Linked DNA regions of Anser cygnoides: region 2 is linked to region 1. The links are chromatin contacts, called in public Hi-C maps. All regions are on one chromosome and are shown on one strand. Each heading gives the region's core, a stretch centred on a gene start, on an enhancer-like site or on the middle of the called end of the contact. The rest is flanking DNA. Distances are from core to core; before and after follow the strand shown. Region 1 holds the start of LOC106037426 (P2R1A-PPP2R2A-interacting phosphatase regulator 1). Region 2 overlaps LOC106037436 (integrator complex subunit 6-like).

Region 1 (7,773 bases), core at 3,320-5,819:
GACAGACCCCTGTACTAACTTACTCAATCAGCTCACTTTTATAGAGCGTTTCAGCTCCGTCTTCAACAGCATTCTGTAAACCTTTACTTTTGCAATTGCAAAGTATCTTATGCATCTAATCCCTCTGAACCTTTGGCTAGTGCCACATACAAACAGCCAACAGTTCTCACTCAGGATGCCCATGCGTCTGTCTACCTGACACCTACTATTTGAGTTCCAAAGTTTTGGAGTCTGCTTTTAAACATACCTCGTAACAAAAGACTTTGAACTAAAACTCCATCTCATTTTTTCTGAACAAGATAAAAAACACAGAAGTAACACGTATTTTAGGACTTCACATTCCACAGGTTTGAGAAAAACAATTTAATTTTCACTACCCTTGGGTGAGAGAGAAAAAAAAAGAGCAGAAGAGAGCACATAGCTGAGCACAAGCTGACAATAAAGAAAGGGAGAAAAGTGAAATGTAACATCTTTGAAAAATCAAGTAACTGCACTACTGTACCCTAACAGATTTATAACAGGGGGCAGAATATCACCCAGGATATAAAACTCTTCTTCATGTGATTCTCTGATGTCTAGTGTCCAGCCTTTGCAAAAAAAAAAAAAAAAAGTGGCCTCATGAAAAAGACAGGTCAATGGAGTATTGCAAATCCCTCTCTTCCGTTTTTACAACAAATTAAAAGAACCATTCAAGACTTTCAATTGTTATAGCAGTTTTCTTTTCCTATCCATGTTCAGGTCCAAATTAACATTAAGATGGTACTTAATACCAGAAATCACTCATGGCTCCAGATATTGTTCCGTTCTTGGATATATACAGCTAATGCACAAGCGTTATTTTATTGTAGGCAGTAGCTGCAGGTGAAAAATGCATATTCTGCACTCTGGAATCTTGCTCTGACGCTTAGCGCAAACACAAATCAAGTTTAACTTCATTTCTCCAGCCCAATTACTTCTTGTTAGGTGTAAACAAAACATGCTTAAGATTCCTTACCATACTGTGACGGCTCATAACTGTTGTACTGTTCCTGCGAGTTCGCAACACGTAAGGCTGAAAAACCTGCGAGTTGTCACTGCAGGAAGACAAAAAAAAAAAAAGGCTTTGTGAGCAGCCTTCTAAGCTGTGCTTTCCTTAAAACTACGCAGTGCTACGGTACATACTCCCATCTCCAGTGCACAGCAAACATCCATTTTACTTCTACAGCTACACCGCCGTACCGAAGGCGGCTGGCTAGCGCTTCTCCTCGCAGGCCCACGGAGCTGTGCCGGGCACGGCTCTGCAGCTGCCAGAGCAGACGCGCCCCTCGCACTGCCAGGGCCGAGCGAGGCATCTCGGAGGCCTCCGGCGCAGCCCAGCCACCACGCAGGGCGCAGGGCGGGCTGGGGCCGGCACCAGGACCCCGCGGGCCCCGGGACGCTCCCAGGACGGCCGAGGGCTCCGGGCCCGGGCCCTGCAGAGCGGAGCGGTGCGGGCCGGGCCGGGCCCTGGGCCGCGCTCACCTGAGCCCGTGGATGAGGGGGGCGCTGTTGGATCTCCTCAGGCCGCCCCCGTCGCTCGGGGCCGCGGCGCTCCCCGGCGGCAGCTCCAGGTCCAGCTCCATTTTCTCCTGAGCCATCGCGGCTCCGGCCCCGGCCCCGGCCCCGGCTGCGGCTCGTCCCGCTCCGCCGCGACGCCCATTCACTGCCGGCGCCCGCCGCGGCTCCTCATCTCGCGCCGCCGCCGCCGCTCCCCACGGCGCGGTGCGGCCGCCCCTACAGGCCCCGCGGGCGGCGCCGCGGGCAGGGGCCGGGGGCGCGCCGGGCCCGCCGAGGGGGGCGGCCCCAGCAGCGCCCCATGCCGGGGGCAGCCCCTACAGGCCCCTACAGGCCCCTTCCCGGCCCCGCGGCTCCCGGGGCCGCCGCCGCCTGACGGACGGGACGGGACGGGAACGGGACAGGCGCGGAGGGCAGGGCACGGGAGCGGAGCGAGCGCCTCGGGCCCTACGCCCCCCGCAGCCCCAGCGCCGCCGCCCAGCGCGCATGCGCGGGAGGCAGGGCGGGGGCACAGCTCCCAGCTAACCGCCCGCCGCGGCGCACGCGTCCCGCCGCCGCCCGCCGCTACTGCGCATGCCCACGGGAACCGAGTCGGGCCCGAGCCCCGGCTTCGGCTCCGCTCGGGCTCCCGAGAGTCTCCGGAACGGGAGCGCGCGCCGATTGGCCGCCGGGGCGGGGCGTGTGTTTGAAATGGGCCAATGGGCGGCGGGGCGGTGGCTGCGGCACGCGGGAACGCGGCGTGCGGGGCCGCGGGTTCGAGTCCGGCGATGGCCGGGTCAGGAGGGGGAGGCAGCACGGGGAGGGCCTCGCAGCCCTGCCCGGCTTTGGGTCCTCTCTGTCCGCAACTTGAATCGCGCTGCCTTTTCTGGTCGGTCCCGAGTTTTGTTGTGCTGCTAAGGAATGTGATGTTTTTGATGAGTAATGAGAATGTGAACGTCTGCGCTGCCTCCAGAGACGTAGCACAAAGGTCACTCGGAGACAAGCAATTCCCATTCTTGGCTGTGTTTAAGCTTGGGACTGACCTTTCTCACTCAATTCCAAGCGCTTAAAATATTTCAGTTTGTGTTTTCTGATTGCTTTTTATTTTTTAAATATCTGTCTGTAATAACAGCTGCAATATACGCGTTTGTCTCTTCACGGTCCTTAACAGCATCGCATTCCAAAAAGTTTTTATTTCTTCTGGGAAATAGCTATTGTTTTTTTTTTTTTTCCAAGAGCGTTAAGCATAGAAAAAGGTGGTATGGAAAACTTTAAGTTCTTGCTATTTCAACTTTAAGTGCAAATATGGCTGCATAAATTATTCTGCTACTTGAAAAGGACTGAATGTAGATGATCTTAGATAACTGAGTACAACTGTCCATACAGTGTGCTATTTATTAGGTACCTGCTTGCATTTTTTGTCAATAAAGACTGAATCAAATGCTTTCCATTGTTCTGCGCTCAATGCAGGACTCTAATCAACTGTTTTTGTTGAAGTTTAGTATTTCTTGTGTTATACTGATGCTATTGAAGAACTTTGTGCCTACTGTGTATCTGAGATGACTTAACAGGGCCCACACATAGTACACTTAGAGTATTTTCAAGCTTTATCAATATGCTTCTATTGAAAAACGTGGAGACAAAGTTCCCTGCCTTGTATAATTGCAGAAGGAAAACCTTTTACAGCCTTGTGCCACTGCTTACGCTATGATATATTGTAGCCAGTAGTGACACGTTTCTGTGAGATGATACAGAATTCCTGTCTCCTCTGAAGATCAACAAGATAAGGTAAATAACCTAAAGCCTTATCATGCTTCATTTCTGGTAATTATGGTCAGTCTGTTTAACTGGAAAAATAGGATCTAGTACCTCAAGAGGAAAAAAAAAGCTGTTAATCACTTCTTACTGCCACCATTCACTAAAAGCAACACCATATTTTTAAGCTTTATTAAAGATCTTGCCCCATTCTCCTTGTCTAGTGCTTCAGCACAAGCACTTTATGACAGCTGAAGAGTGCCAAAAAGTCAATTTGAGTGAAAACAGCTAGCCTGGAATGGAAATATATTCATGCCTCTGTTGGCTCTGCTAATATAAAAAACACCTGCAAAATGTGACTACATCACGCAACTATGTGGGATTTTACTAGACAGCAAAAAGCTTCAAATGCTATGTACCTGGAAAAAGTCAACAGCATCCAAAATGTGGCTGAGAGCTCAAAAACACCTGCTTCACAGACTCAAATTTTGTAAGTGCCAGGCACCACCACCACAACCTGCTACCTGACCGGGGCTTTACTACAAGCTTGAGAACCTTAATGGGAACATATATGAAAGAAAGTGGTGGCCGTCCAGGTGGGCATCTAAGGCCTGGGAAGAGGAGGGTAACGAGGCGGAAAAAAGGGGATGTGGCTGTGGAAGAGCTGTGCTATGGAACAGAATGAGACGAAAGGCTGAAATGAGGAAATCACAAAGGTCTGAGTAAGAGAAACAGGGCAAATTACCATGGGAACAGGGATTAAGAACGGACAGAATATATTAAACAGAGCCTTGGGAGGGTACAGGTGAAGGATGGAAATTCAGCGTGGGGAAGCAGCGACGGGGAGAAAGATCATGATGCAGAGGGACGAGCGGGCACGAAGAGTTATGGCCTGGGTGACAAAGCAGGAATATTTTAAAATACCGGGGAAATATCCCAGCGGGTGGAATGCGCACAGCCGACTGAAGTTACAAAAATGCTATCTTGAATAATTTACTACGCGTGGGATTTATGGAAAAAAATGGTACTTATCTATAACCCGCCTTTCTTCTCCGCTTACTTTTGTTCGGAAAGCCTGCCTGCAAATCTCACCTGCAATGCAAACCGATGCAGAGACAGCCGAGCCTGCACAGAACAGCAAAAGTAAAAATTATAGATCATAAATCATAAACCCTTCCCCGGCGGGACCCCGCTCCCCGAGGTCCCCCGGGGCCGCGGGGGCTCGGCGCAGGCGCGGGCCCCGGGCTCGGGGCGCCGTGCGGGGCTCCCGGCGGCGCATGCGCGGCCGGCGGCGGAGGGGGGGGGGGGGGGGGCATCGGGCCTGAGGCGCTCGCTCCGCTCCCGTGCCCTGCCCTCCGCGCCTGTCCCGTCCCGTCCCGTCCCGTCCGCAGGCGGCGGCGGCCCCGGGAGCCGCGGGGCCGGGAAGGGGCCTGTAGGGGCCTGTAGGGCTGCCCCCGGCATGGGGCGCTGCTGGGGCCGCCCCCCTCGGCGGGCCCGGCGCGCCCCCGGCCCCTGCCCGCGGCGCCGCCCGCGGGGCCTGTAGGGGCGGCCGCACCGCGCCGTGGGGAGCAGCGGCGGCGGCGCGAGATGAGGAGCCGCGGCGGGCGCCGGCAGTGAATGGGCGTCGCGGCGGAGCGGGACGACGCAGCCGCAGCCGGGGCCGGGGCCGGGGCCGGAGCCGCGATGGCTCAGGAGAAAATGGAGCTGGACCTGGAGCTGCCGCCGGGGAGCGCCGCGGCCCCGAGCGACGGGGGCGGCCTGAGGAGATCCAACAGCGCCCCCCTCATCCACGGGCTCAGGTGAGCGCGGCCCGGCCCGGCCCGGCCCGCACCGCTCCGCTCGGCGGGGCTCTGGGCCCGGAGCCCTCGGCCGGTGCCGGGGGGAGGTTAGGCCGGGCGCCCGGAGCCCCGCCGGCCGAGCTGCGCCCTCCTCAGAGCTCCCCTCGCTGCCCTCCGGCCCCGCCGTGGGTTTTGGGGCTGAGACCCCTTGGTGCCCTGCACGGCAACTGGGCTGCGGCCGCTGCAGTGGCTGAAGCAACGACCTGTGCCGCTGCCGGAGCTGCCCGAGTCCGGCACAAGTCACAGCCCTCTGTGCGATTACAGCAGTAAGTGCTGCTGGAACAGCTGGCAGCGACAGCGAGGAACGTAGTTTGATGGGACCCTTCAGTTACACGAGTTGCGCTTCTAGTGTTAAACGGTGTCGGATGTCCTGTGGAGTGTCCTGGCTGATACTGGTTCTGTTAGTATGCAATACTGGGAGAAGCACGCGGGGTGGGGTGGGTAGTTTTGTTTGGACGTTGCCATTAGCGTGACAGCGGCTGGTATTTGCAGGGGGCTCGAGTTTTTGCACGGTGTTCTCTGTCAAGCTCTCCTTGGCCGATACACAGGCAAGGGCTAAGAGCAAAGCTCTCAGACGTGCAGGTCTGTCGCGTGCTTTCTTTGACGCCAGACCGGGTTGCCTTAGGGAAGCTGTGGATGCCCCATCCCTGGAAGTGTTCAAGGCCAGGCTGGACGGGGCTTTGAGCAACCTGGTCTGGTGGAACTGGGTGATATCTGTGGTCTCTTCCAACCTGACCCAGTCTATGATAGTTTCGTGTTTGGGTAACTTTATAACTCAAAGTGCTATTTCCTGCCTCTTTGGGGCAGTTTGTGAAGTTGGGGGATGCCCCCACATCTCTTAGATGATGTCAGTAACATCTAACTTCAAGGTGGGCTATGTGCTTCTACTAGCAGTATGTCCACAGGTGAGAGAGCATATTGATACTAAACTTTTGTAAAAGATAGCATAATATATAAGTACGTCTTTTTTTTTCTCCTTAAACTTCATGTTTCTGTAAAGAAAAAGATATCAATTGATGAATAAATCTCTCATAAATGTTGTACCAAAACAACTGACTGCTCTACAGTTCAGAGAAAATTAGTGCTTTTGCTACTCAGTCGTGATTTAAAAGTAAACATTGTATTTCTTTTATATAATTTTAATAAGCCGCTATCATTTTACAGTTTGATGCAGTACAGAGGTATTGTGAATGGTAGTTGTTCCTCAGGCAGATTTCTGAGCAGGTAAACTAATTATGTAACCGAGACATAGGTGTTCTTATAAGCTTAGCCTTATAAGTTGTTCCTTATGAACTCTGAGACGCTCTACTTTTTAAAAATACAAAACAGGCAAGTGAAAGAAACAGCCCAGCATCTAATAATCGTGCTGTAAACAAACTGTTCAAGTCAAGTTCAGGGCATATAGCCTGAGCTTTTGCTGTAAAACGGCGTGTATACTACACTAGGTGTTTATAGAGATTAAACCAAAATCCCACTGAACTAATTTCAGGTGGTTGCAGTGGTTTGCCTGCTAGTTAGGAATTTTCCAGTAGAAAACTGTTTTTGCAAGATTACAGCTCTTGGCAAGAAACTTCATTTTTTTCCCAGAACGGCTTTGTTGGGTAAACTGAAACAAAAGCTCTTGCTCTTGGACAGCTTGCTCTTTCTGCTCCGTCACTGCCTACTGACTTGATTTCCTCGTTAACAGATTTAGTAAGAAGCGTAGAGAAAGAGGTGCTGTAGAGCCAGAGAACGTCTCCAGGTGAATATTTTAGATCACAGAATGTACCTTTCACAGAACTTTTGATTCCTATTCTCATGCTAAATCAAATTGCTTTGTTTTCTTTTTTATTGGGAACTATAAGAATTTTCTGTGAAAGATAAGTCTGAGATCTGACCAATTCTCTAGTGTTTTTGCAAGGGAAAATAAAGGTAAGGATATTTATATTTCCTTCCTCTCCCTTTCTTCTCTTCTAGTCAGCACTGAATATTGGACTCAGCCTCTGACAATGTGTTACAGAATCCTTCAAACCTGTTTTTTTCCATTCAAAACCTGGATTTCAGCATGCACCATTTATGCTGTGCTGTGCACTGGTGTACCAGCCAGCAAGCTTACACTAAAGAGAAGTTGTAGTTGTTGGCCTCAGCCAGTAAATCTCATCTCTAAATGTCAAATCACGGCCCCTTTGAATTCCTCCTGTTCTACTTCCTGTCAAAGAGCAAATGTTTGATTTCTTGTGGGTGTAAATTGAGTGAAATGTCTTTGAAAAAAGTAGATGATGGCCAGTCATCGTTGTATTTGATGTTTTAGAGGCAATACATTCTTCTTGGTGAAAAGCACAGTGCTTGGAACAGTTGCTATTGACTCTTACTTCTGAGTATGGGTTTGCTAGCTTTCATATAGCTCTGAATAAAAACGATCTAAAACTTTTGTCCAACTGGTGCATTTCATAGTGGAGGATTCTGTCTGTCATGTCTTTAAAGTGCATTATGATATCAGCCTTTAGAACACACTAATACTCTTGGTCAGATTAGTTTTAAGAGACTGTATTTTTGTTGTAGCTGAGACAAAAAGATACAACCCAGTGAATTCCTGTTATTTGGATCTTATTACAACCTTACGTATGGATCTGTTTGCCTATGCAATTCCTCAGTGATTTTTAGGCATGAGGATTGCAGGGTTGCAGCT
Region 2 (7,773 bases), core at 1,708-4,207, 80 kb after region 1:
GCACTCAGATCTTCATTTGACTTGTTAAATCTCAATAGATTAGTGTCTGGAATAGACAACTACGGACAGGTAACAATCTCTTTCTAGTCTTCCTTTTTATTTGTGTATGGTTCTCAATTATAGTAGGGAGGGATTTTGGTGGTTCAAGTATATCTTTTTGCTTTTTCTGTTTTGTAATTGTTCTTTTGGATAGCTTGTGTGTTAAATCTTGAAAGTAAATTGTTTTTCGTTTTACATTTTCTGAGCATACCATGAAATACACTAGCACTTTTTTTCTTTTTGAACTACAAAGCAGTAATGTAAATAACCCAGAGTATAGATGTACAGTTGCTGCATTGGAGCATGTACACTGGATGGCAGCACATCTGCTTTTCAGTTTTATTCTGTCTGTAGTTTGTCCTGCCTTTCCCTTTTCTCACATTTGGAAATTCCAGTTAAAAGTACTCTGTTTTTTCCGCACTGCCACCATAAATTACTGAGTTCACTGAGTTGCTATGTATTAACTTACTTATTCCTTTTGTGGAGTAGAAGGGTTTGTGGCCATTACTGGAGGAAAAAGATCAGTAATTCTAAAAATGTGTTTAGAATGCCTGTGTGTGCACGTGCAGAGTAGCACTTCTCACATAGTTCTGTGTGGTTCCACACCTGTTGAAAGAAAACTTCAGGGTTCTGAAAAATTGCTCATCTTATTGCTTACTTTATAGTGACAATAATCTACAACTGAGTGTTAAGGTTACTCCTAGCATTCCTGTGCTTTTGTCTCTAGGGAAGAAATCCATTCTTTTTGGAGCCATCTATTTTGATTACCATCACAGATGGAAACAAACTGACAAATACAGCTGGAGTTCAAGAGGAGGTAAACTTGGATTAAATTCTTTCGAATTATGATCTTGCAAGTTGGCACTATGCTGAGATGAATGCTAATTGTTTTTATCCTGCAAAGAGTACCTCTGTTCCATCAGCCTATTCTACAGAGAAGAGCAACTAGCTATGCTGTTGTTGCCCAAACCCCTAAATTCATAGCCCAGGTGGATTTCCAAACTATAGCTTCAGATAACTAGTGGATAGAAGAGAAAGGGAGTCCTTTGCAGAGTAATGGATAAATTTTGATATTATGTTTTTAGATGTCTTGTCAAATACATGAAAATACTCCTAAATCTTCCTTTAACAGCTTCATCTTCCTTTGAATTCTCCTTTGCCTGGAAGTGAACTAACCAAAGAACCATTTCGTTGGGATCAAAGACTGTTTGCTCTAGTGCTGCGTTTGCCCGGAGCTGCATCTGCTGAACCAGAGCAGCTTGGGAGTGTGCCTACCGATGAATCTGCTATCACACAGATGTGTGAAGTTACAGGAGGTAACTGGATATTACTTTGCTTTGGCTTATGTTTGTCATTTGCCTTAAAACATTTATTTCCCTTTGATGAATCTTCACCTCTAGCTTTTTTTCATATGAATTACTCAGTGTCCATCTGAATCTGTGTGGTGCTTCTTGAGCTTGGTTTCCTGTTGCACAGGAGAACTTTAAAATAAAACCATATTCATATTTTAGATCTAGATCATTTTCTCAAGCACTAGTAGGAGGGATTTGAAAAATTCTTGGATTGTCCTTCAGAAGTTGATGTTGCTCACTCATGAGATTTGTTATTTAAATGTTGAGGTGGAGACGTATTACAGGGATTTTAATTCTGCTAAAGGGCTATTAAGCTAAATTTAATCTTAAAATGATTAATTCTGGAGTCTGTTCCTCAAGATCGTCATCAGAATTTTTGTTAAATTGGTGCTTGAAAGTGTTGCATGGGAGAGGAAGTTCGGGGATGTATTGGAGTTGATTAAGTTTGGGTAGACAAAAGCAGATAGGGCATGCAGACTTCGTGAAATTGGAGATTGTTAAGGGCCTTTATAAACTTGGCCTTGGTCCAACCTGATTTCGCCTTCATGGCTTTTTTATTTTTTAAGCAAATAGTAAAATCTAAGCAGGTTGTTTTTTTTTTCTTCTTTGGTTTAATTGCATTTGAAAAGTATTTAACATCAACTACTACTAATCTTGTTGCTATTATTTTAGATAAAGCTGAAAGTCTTGGCAGTATGGCTTACGTAACAAAATGTCTTTCTTAAATTACAGAGGGGAAATATGAAAGCAAGCTCTGAGTAATCTTAATGATCTCTTGTATAGGTCGTTCCTACTGTGTTCGGACACAAAGAATGTTGAATCAATGTTTAGAATCTCTAGTTCAGAAAGTCCAAAGTGGAGTTGTTATTAACTTTGAAAAATCAGGACCAGATCCAGCTCCTATTGGAGAAGGTACAGTAACCACTTGTTCCTGTTAATGTTTAAAAAAAAAAAACGTGTTGTATGTGCATGTAAATCCCCTTTAGTGTCTTAAATTTTCTTCCTTTTAGCTTTTCACTGTAGTGCACAGGATTTATCAGATGCCTAGTCTAAAAAAGTGATTAAGCTATAGAGCTTATGTGCTTCAGCGGTAGAGTTCTGATTTCTCTTTAATTACCCCAGATCACTGTGGATGTACTTTTCATAACTTTAGGGTTGTTTGTTTAGCCTTGTCTTAGCTACATTTTTCATTATATTTTAACTCGGTAAGTTAAAAAGTGCTGTATGTTTGCACGGACTTGAATGGATAATCTACCTGCCTGCTACTGCTAGCTCTCCTGTCACCTTTTTTAAACTCTCTTTTTGGAGGGCTGAAAGAAGTAACAGAGGGAAGTGAATATTTGTAGGAAGTGGTAAAGTTTGAATTGCTGCTGTCAAAACTTTGTTTGAAATGAAATAAGTTTGGGACTAGTGTATTTGAGTCCGTAATCATTTGTGAAGTAATTTCAGCGCTGAATTTGCTGGACATTTTCGTTCTGTTAATTGATCCGAAATACAGTAAACTTCAATTGAGTGTTCGTAGCTGCAAGTGAAAAACTCAGTGCAGAGAACAAGGAATTATTTTGATAGCTGCAAGTAAAGTACATAACGGAATAGAAAAATGCATTCTTAATGTGGACAAATCTTTAGGATTTGCAGAACTTCATGGCTGAAAGGAAGGAGAGAGCTGACCAGTTTATAGTTAGGAAATGAGGAGGTTTCTGGAACGTCAGAAGCTTAATAGCTTTTAGGGTCCCCGAGCACACTAGCACAGCCAGTTTTACCCCTACTTTCCTTTCGTTTTTTAATCACCTTTTTCTTGCTTTATATATTTTTTTCTCTTTTTGCTTAGTAATGTCGTTCTATTGTAAGTATGCTTAAGGCTTTCCTGTAAGGCCTTGCAGGGTAGCACTTCAGCAGATTCTTGGGTCTCTGTTGGCACAAATGTTCTTCTATGTGGCAAAACAGCTGGTGGAAATGTTTTTTTTTTTCTTTTGTCACATTTTAAATGGTAATGTGCTGTGAGTACATATGCACAAAAAGATTGAGAGCTTCTGTCTTTACATAAATAGTGGAAATCGTCAACTGAAGAGAAATGCGATGCTGTTCACCAAAGTTTTAAAAATCACTGTACATACAATGCAGAGAAATAAAACTGGTATGTAACTGAAAGGTGTTTTGCACAGTATTATTGGCTAGCTGTTTAAAGCAGGGCAATTCAGTAGAGTAAAATGTTCTTCAGATGAAAAAGAGTCTTGGAATACATGATCCCTTCTGTGTCACTTGCCTTGAAGAGCAGTCTTTGAAAAATAATTCTGAGATTCTGTACTGCTACAGACTTCTTTGTGCTCAGTGTGGAGGAAGTCTGTGCTGGTACCTCACAATGGACTGACAGAACACTGCTCTTCCCAGTGGACAGCGGGCTTTAAGTGATTTGTGACTTCTTACTAATTAAAAATGTGACAAAAGCTGCTCCTGCCAGATGCATCTGACTTCTCCATGAAACTTTTCTTCACTTTCAGTTTCCATGAGTGGCAACATCAGTCAGTGAGCTTTGCATCCCATATAGAAAGGCTGTAAATGCAAATTACTGGTCTTTACAGGTGCAGCAGAACTGAAAATGGTAGACTTGCTGTTGCATATCAGATGTATGTCAAAGTACTGAACTTGGGTGAATAAGCAGACCCAAATAACATTTTCCGTAATATGAAAGTACCCTGCTGCACTAATCAGCTAATTGCTGTGCCACAGGAGCAGAAGGGTGGATGTGGGCAAATGTTTACATTTTTTCTCAGATGATGTTGTTCTATGCTTTGATAGGTGGTTTTTTCAGCCGCTGATGTGAAGATCCTGTGTCTTTGAAACAGTCGTAGTGAAACATCGTATTGGTTGCTAATAGAAAAATTTTCCTGGGAGACAAATGCATGCCATGTAGCTTTTTATTTTATTTTTTATTTTGCTTTGTTTAAATTTTAGATGGACTTGTTGATTCATCCAGACCCATCAATTCATTTGCTTCTCAACCGTGGCATAGTTGTCATAAGCTCATTTATGTACGGCCTAACCCTAAAACTGGTGTTCCTGTTGGGCATTGGCCAATCCCAGAATCTTTTTGGCCTGATCAGAATTCACCAACACTGGTAAGTCAAGAACTGAAAAAAAGATTCTACACCTACTTAAACAGACTGAAAATTAATAATCAAGAAATTTTTGACTTTGTGTTTGCTAATGCAATCTGTCTTTGCTTGAAAACAATAGTTAAAACTTTTTAACAGAGTAGTATAATCTAATGTAGATACTGTATGCTGTGATTTTTATTTTACTTTTTTTATCTGGAAGCATTACTTCCATGTGTATGGTTGATTAGTTTGGTTTAAAAAAATCTTCAAAAGATTATAAAATTGAACTCCGAATTACTTCATATAAAGCTTCTGACTAAAATTTGTGATATAAAATCCATTTTGGATGGAACAACGGCGTATTTATTTTTGATAAGGAGGATAGATCAACCATATTTTTTTTTAGTACTTCAGATGTGGACTCTTCTTTCACTAGCAGAAGGAATTAAAACTGAAGTAGAAGAGTTACCCATTCAGAAAATGAGATAAAAAGATCATTAACTTCATTCATCCTTTCTTAATGAAACAATCATGCATTTGGCTTATCTCGCTAGGCTTTCTAGGTGTCTCTCTTGCTAGGCATGTTCTCTTCCTAAACTTTGCAAGTGCTCAAGATACAGTTTCCCTCCCCCCCACGCGTGATTCAAGAAGAAAAAAATTCAAACTCAACAGGGAGTATCTTGAGGATATTCTTTGTGAAGTGAGCAGTTTCACATCTTCAGTTCTACGAACATCAAGCTAAGAAGCAGAGTTGGAAGTTTCCTTTAAACCCATCTATGATATGGGTTGACTGGCATGGAGGCTTCTAAATATCAAGATAAATAGTGGAATGCTAACCATATTTTTCTCTTTGTGGGAAGAATGCGTGTGCCTGTGTGCACATGTATGTTTTTAAGTTAGAGAAATATTACGTTAATTTATATTCTGTTGTAGGAGCTTGTCCCCTATGTTTTTTGAAATAAATTGGTAATTGAAAGTTTAAGCTTACAAGATAGTAAAATGTATGTTTATGAATAATTTGTTTTCTTAGCGTTGATTTGTTTACCGTAAATACTAGATAACTGATGTGTTTCTCCACTTCCTTTTAGCCTCCACGCACAGCTCACCCTGTTGTGAGATTCTCCTGTGTTGATTGTGAGCCAATGGTAATAGACAAGCTTCCTTTTGACAAGTATGAGCTTGAGCCTTCGCCCTTAACACAGTACATCTTGGAACGAAAGTCTCCCCATACCTGCTGGCAGGTATTTGCCCTTACGTTTCTACAGTCAAATAAATGGGTATCCTGAAGTGGCAGTACCTTGGTTTTTGTAAGCCTTGGAGAGTTGGGGTCTGGTGTGAGAGTCTGCAGTTGATGAGAAGAAATGTGTCAAGGTTTCAGTTACCTTCTTTCTAATAGAATTATCAGGAGTTAGAATGAGTGATCCCTCTACAGGCTTTGTAATCTCATTTAATTCTGTTTCTAGGTCCATTTCATTGTGCTAAGAAGTGTGTCCCACAGGTTCCATTCTTGGCTAAATTGAAATTCTCTGTAGGCTTTCATTTGCTTTTGGGGAAACTATGCTAGTTTCTATCATAGCTGCAGATGTTGATTAGGTAACAATTTCCACTAATTGATTGAAACTGCTAGTGGGAATTGAGTGGAAACTGTTGATCTTGTTGATGAGATTGGCCTAGAAGAAGCCAAAGTTCTGATGTTGAAATCCTTTGTCACATGCTCTTTTGTGATTTTGGATAGGTGATGTATTCCTGCATCCTCTGTAAAATAAGGCTTGTAAATCCCTTCTAAATGGTGTTCTTGTAAAGGGTAGCTTAATAGGTACAAGAGGAGCTTGATTAGTGTGGGATCTTACCCGGAAGGATGGGACTGGAAGTCTATCTTCTATTTTTGTTTGCCTAATAAATATTAAAACTTAACTGAAAGCATAAGATGTATTTTTGAAGTTAGTTTTAATTGGAAAATTGAAGTTACTTCTAATAAACTTACTTCAAAAATGGTCTTAAAGCATTCATAGATAAATTATTTGCCTAAGTTCTCCAGACAATCTTGTTAAATTTTCCTGCTATTTTCCAAAAACTGCTTTTCTTCTCCCACCTGCTTAACAGCAGACCCATGCATACTAGGGAAACGGGCTCAACATTAAGAGTGTGGACACTTGATGTGATTGAAAGATGTTTCCTGAATATTCCTGTTTGTTATGCTTGATAGTATGTGTAAGACATTTTAGATTTCCTTTTATCAGTGTTGTAAATTCCAGTCCTGCTATTTTACAGGTCAGAAGAGTAATTTCAAATGCATTGTTTATTAACGTAACGGTCACAGATGTCCCTTAACCTATTTCAAATAATTTCAAAATCTTTTCAGAGCATCACTTAAGTAGGCTCACTAAAGCACTAAAGATTATATTGTGAAGAGCGTTTCCGCACTGACTGGGAGTATGCTAAATGTTGCATGTTTGCATTTTGTGACTGGGAAGTGCAAGTGCATGCTCATCCTGATGTGTGCAACCTCAAACTTGGCTGTTCTTGATAACTTGTTGCCTTAATGCAGTAAGATTCAGATTGTTTTTAAAATGCTCTATGTTTAGTATTCTTCATGTTCTTCCAATACTGATATATATATTTTTTTCTTTATCAGGTATTTGTGAGTAGCAGTGGAAAATACAGTGAACTTGGTCATCCATTTGGGTATTTAAAAGCAAGCACTACTCTAACCTGTGTAAACCTCTTTGTGATGCCTTACAACTATCCTGTTTTACTTCCGTTGTTAGGTAGGTAATAAATGTACATTGGACTGCCGATGCAGCTACTTGAGAAAAAAAAAAAGTGGTTAGTGTTCTGCCTTAGTTTGAGACATTATAAAATAATGGAGAATGGAGAGTAGAGAATGTTGCAAACTCTTTAATAAAATTTGGGAGGAGAGGATTTTCATACCCCCTCTCCCTTTTTTTCTCTCCAGCAGAGGAGGAGAGCTACCTGCTTCCAGTGCATGTTTGATGCTGTTCACCTCCTAGACACGTAGCCTCTTCCTTAACCTGGAGTAAGCTTCAACCTCCATTCTTTTCCCTCATTTAGGGTGTGGTGTATCCAGGTTTTGCCGTTGCTCTTGTAGCAGCTAATTTTTTTTTTTTCTGGAAGATGAGATTCAGTGTTATGGGTGTTGGGAAGAGGGAATTCCCTGATGCTGTTTAGAGCAGTAAGAAGGAATAGAGTAGTGAAACAGCCTACAGTTCTTCCCTGCCCAAAGAACCAATGTTTTTTATACTCACAATAAACTACTTTCTACA

What was found. A called contact is a pair of places that touch in the nucleus more often than the background predicts.
Region 2: a Hi-C map of liver shows a contact between it and region 1, with 2.4 times the contacts expected there. The contact joins the enhancer-like site here to the promoter of LOC106037426 in region 1. A contact is called at or near these places in 3 of 7 Hi-C or Micro-C datasets (fetal liver and liver).

What each region holds. Positions count from the first base shown.
Region 1 is chr13:14,073,635-14,081,407 of Taihu_goose_T2T_genome, forward strand. It overlaps LOC106037426 (P2R1A-PPP2R2A-interacting phosphatase regulator 1), which reads left to right and starts at 4,570. Exons shown (of 10, transcript XM_048076428.2): 1 at 4,570-5,066. The coding sequence starts at 4,885. PABIR2 (PABIR family member 2) reads right to left here and starts at 1,909. Exons shown (of 10, transcript XM_067004935.1): 1 at 1,501-1,909; 2 at 995-1,073. The coding sequence starts at 1,616.
Region 2 is chr13:14,155,439-14,163,211 of Taihu_goose_T2T_genome, forward strand. It overlaps LOC106037436 (integrator complex subunit 6-like), which reads left to right. Exons shown (of 19, transcript XR_010834853.1): 3 at 1-69; 4 at 767-856; 5 at 1,172-1,355; 6 at 2,175-2,303; 7 at 4,347-4,510; 8 at 5,578-5,730; 9 at 7,125-7,257. Among named protein-coding and RNA genes, the nearest start is that of SLC9A6, 31 kb to the right of the region's middle. Within about 2 kb of position 2,958, at least 1 of the 3 cell types and tissues checked has open chromatin away from gene starts, as enhancers often do. A contact at or near this core is called in liver, where this site is marked.